Linked DNA regions of Sus scrofa: regions 1 and 2 are each linked to region 3. The links are chromatin contacts, called in public Hi-C maps. All regions are on one chromosome and are shown on one strand. Each heading gives the region's core, a stretch centred on a gene start, on an enhancer-like site or on the middle of the called end of the contact. The rest is flanking DNA. Distances are from core to core; before and after follow the strand shown. Region 1 overlaps LOC102161373 (a long non-coding RNA gene). Region 2 has its middle 350 kb from the start of TNC. Region 3 has its middle 73 kb from the start of TNFSF8.

Region 1 (2,700 bases), core at 27-2,526, 350 kb after region 3:
AACAGGAAAAAGAGGGCATGCCCTTAAGTAAATCATCTGTTGTTGCCCAGATGTCATTGTGGTAATGAGGAAACCCCCTGAAATCAGTTTGTCAACAGCTCCAGATAGGACTCTCCAGGGCTTTCAGTGGCAAGTTCAGGGGTTCCAAGAAGGATCCAGGAATGCGGCGGTCACAGAGGGGAACGGCCGTTTTTTTGGGGAGTCTTCATTTTTGGATGTTCTCTGAGCTTTGGATGAACTGGAAGGGGTTTTTAGGCAAGAGCTTGGTCAGCAGGCATGTTCCTTCTCTACCTTGGCCATGTTTATCTTACTCCCATCACAGGGAAAGATGCCAACTCCTATTCAGTCAACAGAGTCAACTCTGGGAGGTTTATAAATAGCTTCTGAAAACACTCTGAAACTTCCCGGAGGACTTCCACAGCACTCCTTAATAGGAACCGATTGCAACAGCAGAAAGAAAGGATTTTCGAAAGGCAAATCAACAGGGTTGAAAAGGGTAAACAGAACACAGATAAAAATCACAGTGAAAGTGGGACTGTGGAGATGGCGGTCTGCGTGGGAAACTTTTCTAATTTCAAGTTTATAAATAAAAATATAGATGAACATTCAGACAGGATGTGGTTTAGATCGGCTCCTTCACAATAGTATTTTTTTCCACATCAAATAATAAGTAATATTAATAGAACCACATGGGGGAAATAACCTTGTTTGAAAGAACACATTTTTTTTTTCCCCAAGCATTTTTAGACACTCAGTTTTAAGTAGTAGCTACAAATTTAAGCTACACACTCATTATCTTTTCAGTTATAAACAATTCCTATCTATCTGGTTGTGGCAAGTATCCATGTACCCCTCACCAAGACCTTGACCCTGAGGTCCTCCAGAAGGATTGACACTCAAATTCCAGGGCAGAGTTGAAGCAGGTTTGTTCTCCTCCAGGTCAACAGATTTTTACCTGAGGATAGAGACTCTCAGAGGATGGAGAGAGCACAAAAAAGCTTCTACCTCCTAGAGCTCACCTGAGCCAGAACAGTAAGGAAAGCGGAGGGTTCTTAAGGATTACTGTTTGTTATTTTTCATCTGCCCAGACACGACCCAGCCTCTCAGTTGAAGCTGATGGCACTGAGGGATGGAGTAGGAGGAGATGCCCAAGGCTATGAATTCTTTGTTCCCTGATCAAGAGGAGGTGGCTCTTTCAACGGAAGGGCCCAGAGAGGTCAAGGATGATGGTTCTGGCCTGCTGCATCTCTGGTTGCCCTGGCTGTATCAGAGAGAGCCCTTGATCCTCCTCTCTAGCGCCTCCTATGGGACCAACTAGGGACAGTCTGGCTTTTATCAGGAGCAGCGGGCAAGCAGTGGACAGACAGCAGCAGGCCCCTGGGGGATGGTTCCAGGAACCCCTACCAATCTCTGATCAGAAGTCAGATCAGAGCAACACATGTTTTCTGTGTAACTTCTGTGAAGCAGAGTAACCAAATCTTCTCCCTAGATAAATAATGTTAATGAGTGCTTCTGTTGTTAAAATGATTTCCCTTCATAAAATATCCTACTCAATGTTGCAGTGTTCATGGTGACCTTGAGAGGCAGAGGTGATGGACGTGTTGAGAATGCTCATTTTTCAGGAGAGAACTTGGAGCACTGCAAAGGCAAAGCACATCTACCGAAGTCCAGAGCTATTAAGCGCCAAGCCTGGGACTTGAACCTATGTTGAAACATAGATAAAGTCTTAGGGCCTTTTCATTGGGTCCACTGGTTCCATTTAGCCACATAACTCTCTAACTCATTCATTCATTCCTTCAGCAAACTGAGTACCTGCCACATTGCAAGCACTCTTTTAGGCACTTGGGTAATGTCACAGAACGAGGTGGACAGAAGTGTATGCCCCTGAAGCCAGATGCAGAATAAAACATGCGTACTGTCTCCTGCACCACCACTCCCTAGCTTAGGCAGTGTGGCTTCCCGCTCAGGGGGCTTGTTGTCCTGGGAGGCAGGGGACACAGGCAATAGACGGTAATCAAAATACTTGTTTATGGAGTTCCCATCGCGGCACAGTGGTTAACGAATCCGACTAGGAACCATGAAGTTGTGGGTTCAATCCCTGGCCTTGCTCAGTGGGTTAAGGATCCAGTGTTTCTGTGAGCTGTGGTGTAGGTAGCAGATGCGGCTCAGATCCCACGTTACTGTGGCTGTGGTATAGGCTGGCAGCTACAGCCCTGATTAGACCCCTAGCCTGGGAACCTCTATATGCCAAGGGTGTGGCCCTAGAAAATTTGAAAAGACCAAAAAAAAAAAATTGTTTAAATGTTAGAGTAAAGGTGGTAAGCAATCTGGAAGAAAGACAGCAGCGTGAGGGGGAACTGAGGTATTGTGTCAAGGGATGACTAATATTTTAAATAGGATGTTGATGGTAAGTTTCGCTGAAAACAGGTGAATTTGAGCTTGATGGAGCTAAGAGATAAAGGCATCTGGGTAAGAGCTTTACAGGCAGAGTACATAGCAAAGGAAGAGGCCCTAGGGAGCCTGCGATGGCTGGAGTGAGGGAGAGAGTAGTTGAAGTCGTAGTGAGTAAGATCCCAGCCAAGTCACGTGGGTCCGTATCAGTCATTGTGATGATCTTACCTTTCACTCTGCAATAGTCATAGAGCCTCTGCATGCAGAAGTGATGTCATCTAGTTATAATTTTTAAAATTATATTATTGG
Region 2 (2,700 bases), core at 102-2,601, 450 kb after region 3:
GACTTCCCTGTCTCACTAGAGCCTGCCTTCCCTGGATGAAGGTGAGAAGGACGAACAATCTGTTTCTCTGGTGTCACCATTTCTAGTAGCAGATAGCTCTTTATTGGCACAATTACTGCATGTGTTGCTACTTCTCTACATTTCCAGGAAACCAGGTTAAGCATTTCTTTGAATAGATGTTGATGTGCATCTTTCGGATGCAGAGAACTGGCAGTAAGTAGACCCTTGTAATACGGTGGGTTTTGGTACTGCCTAGGAGACTTAAGGTACTGTTTCTTGGGCATTTATAGTGAGAAATTAAAATGAAATGAAGGTCCCTGATGCTGTGTAACTTTAAGAACTGTGGGGTTGTACTATGTTTAAAGATGGGGAGTGCCCCATTTAATGCAATGGATGGATGGATAGATAGAAGATAGATAGACAGACAGATAGATGGTCATGGTTAATTTTATGTGTCAACTTGGCTAGGCCACAGAACCCAGATATTTGATCAAACATCTAGATGTTTCTATGAAGGTACTTTTAAGATGAGATTAATATTTAAATAAGTAGGGAGTTTCTGCTGTGGCACAGTGGGTTAAGAATCTGACTGCAATGGCTTGGTGCAGTCAAGAGGTGCAGATTCAGTCCCTGACCTGGCACAGTGCTTTAAAAGATCCTGCACTGCCATGTAGGTCACAGTTGCAGCTCGGATTCAATCCCTGGCCTGTGAACTTCCATAAAAAAGTTTAAAAAATAATTTAAATCAGCAGACTTTGAGTAAAGCAGATTACCTTCTATTATGTGGGTGGGCCTCATCTGATCAACTGAAGACCTTAAGGCAAAAGACTGACCTTTAAGAAAGGTCAAGGAAGAGAGAATTCTGCTAGCACATTGTGTTTGGACTGGAGCTGCAACAACAATTCTTCCTGGGGTCTCTAGCCAGCCAGCCGGCCCTGCAGATTTTTGGACTTGGCAGCCTCCAAATCTCTCTCTCTCCCTCCCTCTCTATTCTATTGGTTCTATTTCTCTGGAAGAACAGGGAGACAGACAGACTGACAGACAAAGCCTGCTAAATACTCGGCACTCACTAGAGAAGCCCAAGAATATCAGTTCATCTCATTTTTAGAATATGCCTAAGAGCTGTGGTCTAACAGATGAAGAAGCCACAGTTCGAGATGGTAAATCACTGCCTAGGGTCTTACCGGTGGTTAGTACAGACCTGCATTTTCACTCCAGGATGCTCACTGCTCTAACGTGTCTCCTTGACTTGAAGGGTCTCGACGCATCCTTGGCTCTCACTCATTCTCCTTTGCCCCTGCCTGCCCTGCCGGCCGGCTCTCTGCCGCGCTTTTGGAACCACCCTGTTCACACCAGGGGCATTCTTCCCAGCTGCAACTCTGGCCCAAGTCTGTTCACACAGCCTGGTGCTAATAGAGATCCCAGACGCTCCTGGCTTCACTGACAACATCAGCGGCAAAAGAATGCAAAACAGAAGCAGGGAACACTTTTCAGAGGAAAATGGGCTCCTTTCTTGAGTAGACCTTGCTTGACCCCTTGAGCCAGGGCAGAATGTGGGAATACGGCTATAAGAGACAGAACAGAGGCGCCCCAAGCTGCCATGGAAACACAGGCTCCTGTTACACTGGGGCATTGTAACATTCCTCCTCACCCTCCCTTTAAATTCTTGCAAATTGTCTGCACCAGTTTATTTAATCATTTATCTAATTGCTCAGCCAATCAATACATATTTTTTGAGCATATTAACAAACACTACCCTTGGTGCTGGAGAGAGGACGCAGATTACAATAACCTCCCTAGTATTTGCTCTGATGGAAAAGACAGGTATATAGCCAGGCAATTCCAAGATATTGTGATAGGTGTTCAGGAAGAAGGAAGTGCACTAGAAAAGCACAAGGGAGGACACAGAGATGTACTGATTCAATGAGTCAGGGAAGGATTTCTGGAGGAGGTGACACCTAAGCCAAGACCCAAACACACAACTGGGATTCTCCAGTAATTGGGATGGGGCTGGGGAGGGAAAAGATCGTTTTCTTTCTTTTCTTTTTTTTTTTTTTTTTGTCTTTTTGCTATTTCTTTGGGCTGCTCCCGTGGCATATGGAGGTTCCCAGGCTAGGGGTCCAATCAGAGCTGTAGTCACTGGCCTACGCCAGAGCCACAGCAATGCGGGATCCGAGCCGCGTCTGCAACCTACACCACAGCTCATGGCAACAATGGATCGTTAACCCACTGAGCAAGGGCAGGGACTGAACCCGCAACCTCATGGTTCCTAGTCGGATTCGTTAACCACTGCGCCACGACGGGAACTCCGAGGATCATTTTCTGAATGAAGTAAAAATGTGCTAAGGTTGGAGGGCTGGATCTGAGAGTATATATGATGACTGCAAAGAATTCAGTCATTCCCTGTGACTTGGGGAGACAGGAGGAGTGGGGTGGCATGGCATGTGTACCGGAGATGAAGGAGGAGGGGAACTGCTTGGAATCAGAATCTGTAGCAAAGCTGGGCTAAAGAAAGCAGTAAGGAGAAGAGAGGGGAAATGACAAAGTACCAGCAGAACACAAATTTGCTTTTGTCACCTGCAGCTGCTGGTGTGACTTTGTCTTCTGTCCCTCTCTCCCAGGCATTGCATGTTCCAGAGCACACGCTCTGTCAAAGGAGAATAGCCCTGCCCTGTTTACATCTGGGAGAGTGACAGAGAA
Region 3 (2,700 bases), core at 171-2,670:
GTAGACCCAGAGAATAGGCCCGTGTGGGGGGCACTGTGATGGTGTTGGTGGAAGAAGCCAGCCTCAGAGGCTCCTTGGTTTGCATTCCTCGCTCAAGGTTGAGTCCCTCTGCAGTTACCCAGTGGGCCAAGCTCAAGTTCCCTGCCCTGGCTGCCGTGGGGAGGAGAGTGTTTTCCCCACGGCTTCCATGGTGGGAGGAAGGGTTCTCACCAATGGGAAAGTTTCCAAAACCAGAGAGGAGTTTGAATGGTGGGACGCCATCCAATGACCAAGGTCCACTCCAGGGAGCGAGGCGGGAATAGGGGCGTCAGGTGGTCACAAGAGTGGTACTGAGCACCTGGCACTCCCCGAGGGCTGGCCTGCCTGTCAGGGCCCCTGAGAAGAGTTTAAAGAGCAGGACTATTTCCAATGGCACGGGCAGTATGGAGGAGACCCATGAGGGCTAGCGTAGCCCCCCAGGGAGGAGCAGAGACCATCGGGAGGCCTGAAGGGGCAAGTGGGCATAGCAGTTGTCTGAAGCCTCGTGTGGAGGTAGTCAGTTGACAGGTGCTGCGCCTCTTATGAGGGAAACTCACCAGCATGATGCCAGCCCACCATGACCCGTAGAGATGGAGCTGGAGGACCAGTGCCCTGACTCTCCTTCCCGCCCCCTTCTCCAGCAGTCTCCTCCCTTCAATGTCCATGTGCTGCCCATGGAAGCCTGAGGGCAGGCGGGTCCATTGATCTAGTTCAGGTAGGGTAGCCCTTGGGACACAGAACAGGAAGGAGGTGTACAGATGGCAGAGGGGCAGAGGGAAGACCGAACACCCTGGGAGTTAATTCTCCATGAGAGCCTTGGAGTGCTTCATGAACTTGAGCTTGGACTGGGAGGGTAGAGTAGGATTTCAGGAGACCTTTCAAGATGAAGAAGGCTGCTTGAATGGAGCCACGGAGCTGGCCACTGAAGGGTGTTTGAGAAGCCCTGAGCTCACACTTCTGGCCAGAACCTGTGGAGCAGACAATGTATACCTACTGGGCAGGTTTCTAATGCCATGGCCTCAGACCTTCTGCCTACCTGGCCTCCACGTGGAGGCATCTATGACCTTCCAAAGGCCATGATTAAGGACTCTTGTTTGATGTGGCTTCTTCACCAAGAGAATTTGATTCTTGTGTGGCCTCTGGGGAATTCCTTACCAGCTTAGTTATATCTCTTTTTTGGGAGGGGCTGGGTTGGGAACTCCTAAATCAGCAGCCAGTAGAGGGTTAAACCTCCCATGTAAGGTTTGGTTGTTACAGGGAGCCAGTTTGTTTGGGTTAATACAGCAAGGCGAGTGTTGCTATGGCTGGATTGTAGGCAACAAGTCTTATGATCTGGAACAGCAAACTGTGTATATAACATGACAGCATTTATTAAAGCAAGATAAACTCAGCAGCAAAGGATCTGGCTGGAGCCACACATTCCTGCGATCCTGGCTTCTGAAGCCATCACATTCCATTTGAGTGAGGCCTATCAGCCCAAACATTTTCATTAAATAAGTCGATTTGTTGAAAATTCCTAAGAGAATGAACTGAGTATTGCCCCCCCCCCACTCCCACATCTGTATTTAAAAGAGAAATGTATCATGTGCGGTTCTGACTCACATTCACTGAGTACAAACAGATCTGCTTTGCCAGGCCGTGGGTTCCCCCATGAGCAGATGTATTCAGGCCAGACTGGGTGACACAGGGCTCCCTTCCTTTTAGGGGCCGATGAGTGCAGGAGAAGGACACAGTCCTAGCAGACATTCTTTCTAATTCACCAGGTTGCAGGAGCCTGATGAAGGATCCAGATAGCTGCCCCACACCCCTCATTGTGCAGCACTACTCTGTCACCATGGCACCCGTGTCCTCAGGGAAGGAGAGGTTTTCATCAGGGGCTTGGGGCAGAGCAAGAACACTGGGGCCAGAAGCCCTGAGTTTACATCCTGGTTCCATTGTTAATTGGGGAAGTAGCCACTGGCAAGTCCTTGCACTCCTGGTAACCCCAGTCCACTACACACACACATTTTTTTTTTTTTTGGTCTTTTTGTCTTTTCTAGGGCCACTCCCGTGGCATATGGATGTTCCCAGGCTGGGGTCCAATCGGAGCTGTAGCCACCAGCCTACGCCAGAGCCACAGCAACGAGGGATCCGAGCTGCGTCTGCGACCTACACCATAGCTCATGGCAATGCCGGATCCTTAACCCACTGAGCAAGGCCAGGGATTGAACCTGCAACCTCATGGTTCCTAGTCGGATTCATTAACCACTGAGCCACGACGGGAACTCCCAGTTGGCCATATATAAAGTGACGGTAGCAATAGCCGCACTCATGAGTGCTTGCCATCTGCCAGGCGTCATGCAAAGAGCGTCTGGGGATGGTATCATTTATTTCCCACAGAAATCCCATGGAACTGGAGAGGCAGCTCCCCCCTCTTTACTGATGAGGAAACTGAGGCCTGGAGAGGCCAGGGACTGAGGAATGGAGGAGCCAGGGTTTGAACTCAGGCCGTCTGCCTCTGGGGACTCTAACCCTTGCATGACCACAATTGTCACCTCATCTATGTCATGGAATTTTTAGGAGATTGCATTAGAAAATGAGTATAAAAATGTCACTTAAACCACAAAGCGTAAGTCTTGGGAGTGATGAGCAGGAAGCTGAATCTTACGTTATAAGCTTTTCCCAAACTTCTTCAACTTTGCT

Evidence for each region. Hi-C and Micro-C count contacts between places; a contact is called where the count stands out from the background.
Region 1: a Hi-C map of retroperitoneal adipose tissue shows a contact between it and region 3, with 1.7 times the contacts expected there. The contact joins two enhancer-like sites. A contact is called at or near these places in 2 of 47 Hi-C or Micro-C datasets (embryonic fibroblasts and retroperitoneal adipose tissue).
Region 2: a Hi-C map of adipose tissue shows a contact between it and region 3, with 5 times the contacts expected there. The contact joins two enhancer-like sites. A contact is called at or near these places in 6 of 47 Hi-C or Micro-C datasets (adipose tissue, embryonic fibroblasts, mesenteric adipose tissue and 2 more).

What each region holds. Positions count from the first base shown.
Region 1 is chr1:255,881,540-255,884,239 of Sscrofa11.1, forward strand. The region is part of intron 4 of LOC102161373 (a long non-coding RNA gene); the gene reads left to right. Among named protein-coding and RNA genes, the nearest start is that of TNC, 250 kb to the left of the region's middle. Within about 2 kb of position 1,277, at least 11 of the 83 cell types and tissues checked have an H3K27ac peak or open chromatin away from gene starts, as enhancers often do. A contact at or near this core is called in retroperitoneal adipose tissue, where this site is marked.
Region 2 is chr1:255,983,675-255,986,374 of Sscrofa11.1, forward strand. No RefSeq gene overlaps it. Among named protein-coding and RNA genes, the nearest start is that of TNC, 350 kb to the left of the region's middle. Within about 2 kb of position 1,352, at least 4 of the 83 cell types and tissues checked have an H3K27ac peak or open chromatin away from gene starts, as enhancers often do. A contact at or near this core is called in adipose tissue, where this site is marked.
Region 3 is chr1:255,530,426-255,533,125 of Sscrofa11.1, forward strand. No RefSeq gene overlaps it. Among named protein-coding and RNA genes, the nearest start is that of TNFSF8, 73 kb to the left of the region's middle. Within about 2 kb of position 1,421, at least 22 of the 83 cell types and tissues checked have an H3K27ac peak or open chromatin away from gene starts, as enhancers often do. A contact at or near this core is called in adipose tissue and retroperitoneal adipose tissue, where this site is marked.